Linked DNA regions of Mus musculus: all the other regions are linked to region 2. The links are chromatin contacts, called in public Hi-C maps. All regions are on one chromosome and are shown on one strand. The core of a region is the stretch at or near the end of the contact, and the rest is flanking DNA. Distances in the headings are between cores, read along the strand shown. Region 1 has its middle 86 kb from the start of Fam174a. Region 2 holds the start of Fam174a (family with sequence similarity 174, member A). Region 3 has its middle 69 kb from the start of Fam174a.

Region 1 (3,821 bases), core at 908-3,407, 86 kb after region 2:
TGAGATTTTAACCTGAAATTACATGAGAAATAAGCAGAAGGAAAGTCCTTTTATCTTAATTATCTTCAGGACTCTACTGTGCACTGTCACATCCGTACTCTGTATTCCCTTCCATGTACTGTATACAGCCTCCCTGGACTGTGGACTGCCTCCCTGCATGTTTTTGGTTCTGGCTTATCTTGCAGGTCTTGGGACTTGTCATATACTATAATAGCATAAGCCTGTTATATACATTTGTGTAATTTATATGTGTAGTTGTTTATTACATATGTATACTTTCCATTTTATAATTTACATATATAGGTTCTTTATATATAAGAACAGACTAAGATGATTAATTAGCATACATGCAAACAATAAAGACTGACACATCTTTTTAATATCTATGCTTTATACTGACACAAACCACACACACACACACACACACACACACACAGTTTGTGCAGTTGGCTTGTATTTGTTCTTTGTTCCTCATGAGAGATTTTTAGGTCTCTGTACATCTCACAAACCAGAAAGAACATGTAAGAGAGAGAGCAACTATAATTTTACGCAGGGAATGCTGAGCCATGACTGTGGTTACTGTTCAGTTTAGCTATTGTGGTACAATAAAAGCACAAGGCAGACTGATCATTATGTCAACCACAATTGGGTCTACAAGTTGAGAGGTGAATTGGATATTACAGTGTCATTTACTTCCAGAATTTAATTTGTATATTTGTGTTGGTGGCCTTGCTGAGACACAAAACTATAAAAGTGAATGGAAGTAAGTCATAGGCCCGAATGGGGAAGTATGATTTTCTGGAATCTGGAAGCTTATCTAAAATAACTGTTCCATGTCTTTATTGACTGAATGTAGAAGAAACTTTTATTTTCTATTTGGAATTGTTGTCTGGGAAGCTTACTGCTGAACAAGCATATCCTTTCTTTTTCTTTTTGATCTCTGGCTGGCTTTTCCAACTCAGCTGTTCCACCTTAAAACTCCTCTCCAACCTGACTGATTCAAACTGGCTTTGCTTGGCTTTTGACTGAATTGGTCTGCTTGGCCTCAGACTAAGTCTGGCAATTGGTTCGAATCTCCTGGCTCCTTCTCATCTTTGACTAGTTCTGTCTTCACCTGTTTCTGTAAAACTGTCCCAGTAAAATTGCTTTCTCTCTCTCTCTCTCTCTCTCTCTCTCTCTCTCTCTCTCTTTCTCTCTCTCTCTCTCTCTCTCCCTCCCTCCCTCCATCTCTCTCTCTTCCTCTTTCTTCCTCTTTTGTTTTTCCATAACCTCTTTTCCCTCCCTGTTCTCTTGAGAGTTGGGCATATTCTATCTCTGATTCATTCTGTCTAGTATTTCTCTAACTTGCCATTTTGTCTGTCCCTCAATTAGACATCACAAACTAACTTTACCTTACTTGTTTGGGATTAAAGTATATACTAAAGGCATGTCTGTATTTCAGCCATATCAGCCTGTAATCTAGAGCATGCCTGCATTCAGGCTAGGTCTTATCTTTGGATGTGATCCCTTGCCAGAGCATCCATGTTTCTGGAATAAATTTTCCCTACATCTGAAAGATATTTGAAATATATGAAGAACCAAATTTAGAAATTACGAGATAAAGAAGTAGTGGTATGAAAATATTGTTACAATGCAACATTATGTGACACATCTTAGTTAAGGAGAAATAAATGACATTAAAATTATCTTCATTAGTTGTTGTCTTATTTTGTTTTGTTTTTTGAGACAAGGTTTCTATGTGTAGCGCTAGCTGTCCTGGAACTCACTCTGTAGACCAGGCTGGCCTCGACCTCAGTTTTAGGCAGGTTGTTAAAAGGAAACAGACTATATTTTGCATTACAATAAATTTATTATTTAAAAAACCCACATTTGAAACTTCTATGGATAGGCAATCCAAATTTTTTTTTATGAAAAAGCTATATCTTTTTTTTTTCAGCTTAAATGGATAATTCTATACTGTAACCTAAAAAAAAAGAGCTTACCTACTCGAGACAGTGTTTTTAAAAATCAAGAAAAACATAAGTGAGCTCAAACATCAGAGAATGGTTTAGGGGTTAGCAACTCTTAAGTTTCTTCCCCAGGATGCCAGTTAGGTGCTTAGTGCTCTCTTTCAGTAGCTCACAACTGCCTGTAAGGCCAGTTCTAGGAAATCTTTTGCAACTTCCCAGACGTTGTGGGCACTGGCATGCACATGGTACACAGCAGCTCATTCAAAAATGCATGCATAACTGTTGCGGGAAATATTAAGAAACGACTGGCAAGCTTCCCGAACTGCTGCTGGGCACCGGCAACTCTCTGTGCCTGGGGCTGGCAGGCCATGCACTGGCGGCAATGGCCAACATGTTATTATCTCATGGAGACTGACTCAGAACTCCAAAAACTCTTCATCCAGTTACTAGGTTCCAACTGGCAGTCGTTACCACACCAACCCCATGCTTCAAACCACCCCCTTCCCCATGGTCTTTGTGGTGCTCATTAGATGAACCCGTGCTTTGCCATGGTACCTTTCTCTCTGAAACCCAGTCGAGTGTCCAAGAGAAAAGAAATAAGACACAAACTTAGCTCAGAAACAATGGTAACCCAATCTCTGGGCACAACATCTAAAACCTTATCTCGAAAGCCTTATTAAATCTGATCGCTCTGGTGGTGAATCCTGATGGATCTGTCCTGATACCAGGAAACTCTAGCAGCTACATCTTGCCCTATGCAGTCCAGTTCCAAAAGCATCTAACTCCCTCCTCCCTCTTCTCTTCCAATATCCAACCTGGAAGTACTGCCTCCTCACCCAGTGTTTGGCTCCTTATGTATTAGGGGATTGGTTCACAAGAAGTCACGTGACTCACTCTTCGTCTGCAACCCCTCCCAGGAGAGCAGAATTAGCATCAAACTACAAACAGCACCAGGCCCATCCACAACACATAACTTTAAAAAATCTTACTAAAAAAGAATGAAATGGGAATCCAGCTAAAACAAGAATACAGAATGAAAGGAATTGAACCTCTAGTTAAAACACTCCCAAGAACAATTAGTCAAAATAAAGATAATATGGAAAGAGATTCTATATTATTGTTAGGTTGATTTATGAATCAGCATATAAAAATAAACTTAATGAGAATAAATTTCAAAAATCATCATTGACTTGTAGTAGGGCAGCCACCACATCAGTAACGCAAGTATTGAGATAATCAAAGACAGTGAAAACTCTTTGTTCCCATTGTTGTCTCTCTAACCGGAAACAGTAATATCTAATGTAATTCACCAACACACACACACACCATGAATAGGGGAAAAATGGAGAGCGCATGAGTGATCTAGTGAGTGCCTTCAGAATTCAGGTTTGAAACTGTCAAAATTCTTCCACTTAAAGTGAATAAATAACCAGTCAGACAGACAGACAGACAGACAGATGAATGAGTGGAGAGATGGATATAGATAAATTTTTTTTTCTGGGCTAACTGATCATCTATACCAGGTTAGGAGAATATGAAAAACTGTAGGTAAACGTGACTCTGATTATCATGGCAACCCTGAGCAGCTGGAAATATTCTATGGCATTGCTAATGGGAATTCACTACATAATTTAGTAAAAAGGAGGAGATTTGGTGCAAATATAATGCACAAATCTGTAACTAATGACTATTAGCCAAACATTTTATCTGTATATCATCAGCAAAGGTGACCCTGACTCGGGCATCTGAATATTTAGTCAGTCCATACTTGCTACCCAGCAGAAGATTCCTGCACTCTGCTTATGTTATTAAAGGTCAGCAAACATTGTATTTAGATTCTTTAAGTTCTCTCTTCATCAAGATTACATAAGG
Region 2 (3,709 bases), core at 1,171-3,670:
AACAGGCAGCCTAGAACCAAGTACAGACAGGTTTAGGCTGAGATAGCTGACAAGACTTTAATCACTCATGTATGAAAGAGAAATGTTTACTTGGTTTATGCCACAATGATTTTACGGTGACTGGTTATTGCCTATTATCCTAGAAATAGCAGATTGAGACAATAAGCTAGAATTGGGCAAACATAATAATAAAGCAGTAAATAATCTGTTTGCTGGAACCACAAGGGGTCTGTATTTAGCAATACTACTAGACACACCTGTCTTAGCAAAATTATCTTCTATCTCAGTTTTCTTAGTTGTAAATTAAGAATAATAATGGTGTATTTTTGGTAAAACAAGGTAATATACCTTAAAGCCTGCCCTCACAGTAACATAATACTTTCTCTAATAAGGCCACACCTACTCCAATAAGGCTACACTTCCTAATAATGCTAATCCCTGTGGTCAAGCATTCAAACACATGAGTCTATGGGGTCCAAACCTATTCAAACCACCACGCTTACTTTGACTCTGCCTTTGATCGTTTTATAGTTCATCCAGCACCAATAGTGACAAAGAAAAAAAATTCAACAAGGAAAGGTAAATACAGAGGAAGCTACTGTGCCCAATATTGCAAAAACTGGGGACAACACAGAAGACTCTCTCCTGGTGGCTCAAAAAGTGACCTCAACCATCTATTAAAACAAAACAAAACAAAACAAAACAAACAAAACAAACAAAACAAAACAAAACAAAACAAAAAAACAGGTGTTACAAGAATGTCTATACTGACTACAGCAGACCTGTGGGCAAATGACAGTGTATCTGCACAAATTATAGCACAACACCTATTGAGAATGAAGAACTATGTTTGTATCAACCAGAGATCTCTTGTTGGCCAAGAGGTTGTTATGGAGGCTTTTTTGACCCCTCGGGAAAATACTATAGAGTCAATTACATTATAATTAAAAGATGCATTGATTATCTGCTAGCAGGGCAATAGTCTTAAAGCCCAAGCTCATGCATGTTGTGAGGAGTGGTATGGGGAAAGGCTTTTTAAAGACAAAACCACAAGATCTTCAATATTTATGCAAATAACCAAATACTGGTCTTTTCTGCCAAGCTTACGTGGGCAAGGCCAAACAATCTTTGGGTATCTGCATAAGTAAATTACACAATTAAAAAAGCAGCTAGTCATATCATAATGCCATGGCTGTGCATTTCTGTATGTGGTCACTGAGTCCAGGTTACTGGGAGCTTATCTTCAAGGGACTGGAGTCAGAGACAAATGGCTAATGGGTACCAAGTTGGATGCTTAGCATAAAATGAAGTTTTGTTAACCCTCACAAGGGAAATACTTCAGCTCTTGTTTGAAAATGCCTGCAAAATTAAGTAGAATTCACAGATACCTGTCTTGTGACGTTCTGCATTTTAAGATTGGAACAGGCTGTCTAGAACATGTCTTCAGCTGTGATTTTAGAGGTCCTCTATAGCTACTGCAGTGTCTTCAGGGTAATCCTAATAGTTTCCAGGACATGGACTAAATTGCAGTTCCAGACCCTTAAACAGCTGACTCTTGACAGATGTCTGAGAAAGCCTTTTAAAAAATCTGTTTATAATAGACTGAAAGAAAGCTCAAGAAAGAACTAATCATATTTATACACAACCCATGCTCCAATGCCCCAGGCAGGTGTCTGGTTTTTCTCAGTGTTACTTGATGGAAATCTTAGATAAAGGCAACATTATTCAAATGTAAGAGAACTAAATTTGGAGTTCAAGTTCTGTAAAGTAAACTAGAGTAGGCAGATCACAGCCCCAGGTATTTGCTAAGGTAATATACAAACTTTCTCTCTTCCATAAGTTCAGGGATAGTTTTGCAGCTTGAGGCAGCCCATAGCAAAAACTAGTTAACAGGGGCACAATTTTCTTGTTGGTTTTATTTCAAAAGGATGACTGTAGGTCTCTGGAAATTGACAAGAGAGGTTTTTACAAATATTTACACTTTAAAGGGGGAAAACCTGAATAAACAACTTTACATTTTCCAAAGAAAGGGATTCCAAGAATAGTCGATACCCTTACAGCTAGAAAAAGCTCTCTTTAAAGTTTGTGATCCTCCTGAGGGAACTGAGAGGAAGTGTTTACTGATTAGATGTAGTTATGAAGTTTGACATCAAGGAAATTAAATCGAGTTTCCTATTGCTCCCGTTTCCCCACTTGGAAAGAACTGTAGGCATAACTGTTCATCTTGTTCAGGTTACCCACTCTGGCCCAAGCCTTTTCACTATTAGGAACACTCCTGAAACATGGAAAACCTAGTTGGGACCTCTCAGAGCGTCCCACAGCTACGCGTGCGCAATAGGCTCGAACCTCTGACGTCACTGAGCGCAGCCCGCCCCTACATATTAGCAACCGGAGGCGTCCGTAGCAGCAGTGGCTGCGGGGATGTACGAACTTCCGGTTGTCCCGGCAGGCTGCTGCCGCCGCCGCCGCCGAAGCCACCCGGCGCAGTCTCAGCCACCCGCTCTCCTCCGGAGAGTCGGCTCTGCGGTTCCGGCGCGCCCATGGTCGGCGCTGCGGACCGGGAGGCCGGCCCGGCGGCTGCGGCGTGCTGAGAGGCCGGCGTGGAGACCATGCCGACCCCGCGCGGCTGCTCCGGGCCTTGCCACTTCCTGGCTCCGGCCTTCGTGTTGTTGTTGCTGCCCGCTCTGAGCGGGTCCGGGGCGGTACCGTCGATGGTGGTCAGGGAGGTGCAGGAGTCCAAGTCTCCCAAGCCCGGGCCGCACACGCTGTCGCCGCTTCCTCCGGGCCCCACCGCGGCCCAGCCTCGGGGCCAAGCTCAGTCTGATGCTGCCGGGCTGCCAGGCGCGGAGAGCCGCAATGACAGCATCCCCGGGGCGGGGTCTGAGGCGGACGGCCTCGAAGGGAAGGCCGGAGAAGGTTCCCAGGGTGGCAGCCTGGCCGTGAGTCCCAGTCCTGGCGACAAACCCATGACCCAGCGGGCCCTGACCGTGTTGGTGGTGGTGAGCGCCGCGGTGCTGGTGTACTTCGTGGTCAGGACCGTCAGGTGAGGCACAGCCTCGATGGGCACCCCCTTGCAGCCTAGACCTGGCTGACAGGTGACCTGCTCCGTGAAGCAGGGACAATGTCTGTGACCTGGGCTTGACTTAACCCCTGCCCCCGCCCCAGCGTCAGGAACTGGAATCTAAGACCATCTGGTTGGCTGTCTTAATGGCCTGTGCTGCCTTAGCTGGTGACACAAGCTGTTGCCTTTCCTTTAGAAATCAGTAGCCTAACCTCAGCATCTTGCTCTCTGAGGCTTGCCTCTGCCTTCACAGACCCTGAAGTAGAAGTGCTCTTCCATCCCCAGGAATTTTGATTACAGTGCGGTGAAATACTTCTCTCACTACTCTGCAGTTGGTGTAACTAACACGTTTTGCCTGTTAGAATGCACTCCTATTTCTGAGGCAGGGTACCATAAAAGTAGCGCACAAAGTCCTGATTGGATGTTTCACTTTTGCAAAACTTGCCAATTATGTTTCTTAGATGGTGCCCTTAATCTATCCCAAAGTTAAATTGTCCTCAATTAATTGGGCGCCACATCTCTGGAGAGGTGTCACATAGAGGAAGACCCCCAAGCAGAAGGGGCTAGCTAGCCAAGAGAACAACTGTGGTTTCCCTTTCCCTAAAATGAGAGCAGATGGTATTTTGTGAGATCTGTACTGGTTTGTTT
Region 3 (3,492 bases), core at 92-2,591, 68 kb after region 2:
CATCCTGGAGTGGGAAGGCATGTGTGGCAAGGACAATTCTCAACTCCAGTTGCAGAAGGAGAGGGTTGCTTGCTGCTGACATCTGAGATGATGAGAGAGCAGAGAGATAAAGGGAACACAGGCCAGATCATAAAAATGTAAGGTTTCTCTTTTAGTCTTCCTATTACAGTAAGACTCCAGCTCCTTAGGCAAGTGTAGGAGGCATAGAGGGCCTTGTGTTCTGTCTCCAAAGGGATAACCCATTTTCCACCCAGGAGATGGAGGACAGATGTGGTTAATAGCCTGGTGAACTTTGTACTATCTTTGTGGTGGAAATCACACTGAATCCTCCCCCCACAACTGTGATTAGGAAAGTTTCTTTGTGGATCTGCTATAATGTTCTCAGTGCACATTTGTATACCTTGGTGAGTCTTTAAAATCAGATCTTCTTACTTCACAGGAGAAAAAAAAAAGTGCATCATTACCATCAGAGCATCCCTGTAAAGTTTCAAAAGCAGGTTGAACGCTATTCTTTGTACTGGAGCATCAAAATGCTGCAAGCAACACTCTGATCTCAGGGTTTTTATTGCTGGTGATGATGCATGAAGTGGAATGCACATAGCTTGATTTTTTGAGTAAGTTGTTAAACTTGAACTTCTGACTATATTATTTTTAAAAAGAGGAACTTAGCTACTGAGTGGATATGACTGGAAAGTTACTGATGGGGAAGGAAACTAGATGTGCTAGTTTTTATAAAGCCACTTGTTTTTGAAATATTAAACTTTAAGCTGAAAGAGAAAGAGCAAACTGCATGGAAATGTTCAAAGGAAATGTAGAATCATCTTTGAATATGGTTCAACAGTCATCTCTTTGACGATGTTTCCAGTAAATAGTAATTGATCACCTGAAATAAGGAACAGGTGGTTGATGGGCATAAAATTGGCACACTCAAATGTTATATGACATAATAACGCATATATAATAACAATATCTTATTTGCAGATATATTTTTCTCATACAATATATCTTAATTATAGTTGCCTTGCTCTCCTCCTTATAGCTCTTCCCCATGTCCCCTCCCCTCCAGATTCATTCCCTTCTGTCTCTCATTAGAAAAGAACAGGCTTCTAAGAAATAATGATCAAACATGAGAAAATAAAATATAATATGATGAAGCAAAATCTATCATGTTGATAGTTAGACATGGCAACCCAAAAAATGTACAACAGTCATAGACTTGCTTGCATTTACATTCAAGAGTCTCATAAAAATACTAAGCTAGTAGCTGTGATATATACACAGAGAACCTAGTTCAGGTCCCTACAGGCTCTGTGTTTGCTGCTTCATCTCTGAACTCATATGGACCTTGCTCAGTTGATTCAGAAGGCCTTATTATCCTGGTGTCCTCTGTCTCCTCTGGATTTACAAGACTGTAAGTCTACTGCCACTTTCATGAGAATCCATGAGTTCAGAGAGGAGAGATTTGACAAAGACCTTTGAATAGACTATCTCCACAGATGGCTGGCTGTGGGTCTCCACATCTGTTCCCATGTGCTGTCAGAGAAAACCTTTCTGATGCAAGGCACTGACCTATGTGTATAGCAGAATATTATTAGGATTCTTTTAATTGAATTTTTAAAACCACTAGTGTTTGGTTTTACTCCAAGTGTTTGGGCTATCTACTTTCTGTTTCTAGGTTACCAGATTAGTGTAGAGTATGGGTTCTCTATTGTGGAGTCAAATCTAACATCAATTGCTTACTTCCACAGGTTCTGTGCCACCATTGCCCTAGCATATTTTGGAGGCATGTCAGATTGTTGGTCAGAGGTTTTATGGTTGGGTTGCTGTCCACAGTTCTCATTTGGTAGCCTACAGAGTACCTTCTCACAGCAAAGAGACTAGAACTTTGAAATGAAGGCTCCATGTAGGCACCAGCTTTACTTCACCATATTTAATGTGTTATGTGTATGTTGTTCTCAGCAGTAGGGCCCTGCTCTCAGTTTGTGGATAGCAACCATTTGTCTCAGCACTAGCCTGGGATGTTTGGTGATTTTCATCGGCTATCCTAGGCCAACAATTCAATTGTATGCAACCTCGTTTAACGCCCAGAAGTCCTGCCTAGCTACAAGTTGAGACTTTATATCCCCCATTAATAGGAGTCTTTATTAGAAATACTTATATTTTCTAAGAAGATTCAATTGCCGTATATTTTCAGACAATCCCCTAAAACTTTTATCCAATTCTAGCTGTCTATCCCTGCACTCTCTTCCTCAACCCCATCTCTCCCCTACCCAATTTTCCAACTCCTTTTTTCATTCACTCCAGTATACCTGTAAAATCTATTATTTTTCTTCCCAGAGAGATTGATACATTCCCCTAGAACTCTCTGGGTCTACAAATTGTAGTTGGTTATCATTTAATTAATAGCTAATATCCCCTTCTAAGTGAATACATTATCTTTATCTTTCTGTGTCTGGCTTACCTCACTTGGGATGATTTTTAGGAATCAATTCGCATGTAAACTTCATGATGTCATTTTTTTAACAGCTAAGCAATACTCTATTGCATTAATGTAGCACATTTTCTTTGTCCATTCTTCTGTTGAAGGTTATCTAGGGTATTTTCAGTTTCTGGCTCTTATAAGTAAACTCTCAATGAATATGGTTGAGTAGGTGTACTTATGGTTAGAGAGGATAGAGGGTCCTTTGGATATATGTTCAAGAGTGATATGTCTGGGTCTTAAGGTAGAACAATTTCCATTTTTCTGAGGAACCACCATGTTGATTTCTATAGTGGCTGTTGCTGAGTATCATAGTAGCCATCTATGGTGTCTTAGAGTTTGCAGCACATTTGTCCAGACACTTCCGACTTTGAGAATCTCCATTAGGAAGTCGGGTTTAATCTTATTACACCTATCTTTATATGTTACTTGATCTTTATCATGCAGTTTTTAATATCCTGTCTTTGTTCTGCATGCTTAGCACTTTGGTTATTATATGACAAAGAGCCTTTTTTTTTTCCTGGTCCAATATATTTAGGATTCTGTGTGCTTCTTGTATTGTTTTAGGCATTTCCTTTTTTAGTTTAGGAAACTTTCCTTCGGTTATCATTAAAAACAATTTCTGAGACTTTGAGATGAAATTCTTTTTGTTATTAGATATTTTCTTTATTTACATTTCAAATGTTATCCCTTTTCATGGTTTCCCCTCAGAAAACCTCCTCCCTCTATCACCTCCCCCATCTACCTGCTCATCAACCCACCCAGTACTACTTCCTGACCCTGACATTCCCCTATATTGAGGCATAGAGCCTTCAGAGGACCAAGGCCTCCCCTCCCATTGATGAAAGATTAGGCCATCCTCAACTACATATGCAGCTGGAGCCATGAGTCCCACCATGTGTAGTTTTTGGTTGGTGGTTTAGTCCCTGGGAGCTTTGAAGTTACTGGTTAGTTCATATTATTTTTCCTCCTACAGGGCTGCAAACACCTTCAACAACTTGAGTCCTTTCTCT

The links. Hi-C and Micro-C count contacts between places; a contact is called where the count stands out from the background.
Region 1: a contact with region 2 is called in a Hi-C map of myeloid progenitors, with 2.0 times the contacts expected there. The contact joins the enhancer-like site here to the promoter of Fam174a in region 2. A contact is called at or near these places in 1 of 39 promoter capture datasets (macrophages), 4 of 484 Hi-C or Micro-C datasets (the C10 cell line, bone marrow-derived macrophages, myeloid progenitors and 1 more), 1 of 115 datasets of contacts at active chromatin or transcription factors (microglia) and 2 of 9 other capture datasets (adipose tissue and liver).
Region 3: a contact with region 2 is called in a Hi-C map of bone marrow-derived macrophages, with 1.9 times the contacts expected there. The contact joins the enhancer-like site here to the promoter of Fam174a in region 2. A contact is called at or near these places in 1 of 39 promoter capture datasets (macrophages), 3 of 484 Hi-C or Micro-C datasets (bone marrow-derived macrophages, conventional type 1 dendritic cells and peritoneal macrophages), 1 of 115 datasets of contacts at active chromatin or transcription factors (the HPC-7 cell line) and 2 of 9 other capture datasets (adipose tissue and liver).

Annotation. Positions count from the first base shown.
Region 1 is chr1:95,397,729-95,401,549 of GRCm38.p6, forward strand. No RefSeq gene overlaps it. Among named protein-coding and RNA genes, the nearest start is that of Fam174a, 86 kb to the left of the region's middle. Within about 2 kb of position 2,158, at least 12 of the 459 cell types and tissues checked have an H3K27ac peak or open chromatin away from gene starts, as enhancers often do. A contact at or near this core is called in myeloid progenitors, where this site is marked.
Region 2 is chr1:95,311,208-95,314,916 of GRCm38.p6, forward strand. It overlaps Fam174a (family with sequence similarity 174, member A), which reads left to right and starts at 2,421. Exons shown (of 3, transcript NM_026321.4): 1 at 2,421-3,043. The coding sequence starts at 2,610.
Region 3 is chr1:95,380,555-95,384,046 of GRCm38.p6, forward strand. No RefSeq gene overlaps it. Among named protein-coding and RNA genes, the nearest start is that of Fam174a, 69 kb to the left of the region's middle. Within about 2 kb of position 1,342, at least 18 of the 459 cell types and tissues checked have an H3K27ac peak or open chromatin away from gene starts, as enhancers often do. A contact at or near this core is called in the HPC-7 cell line and bone marrow-derived macrophages, where this site is marked.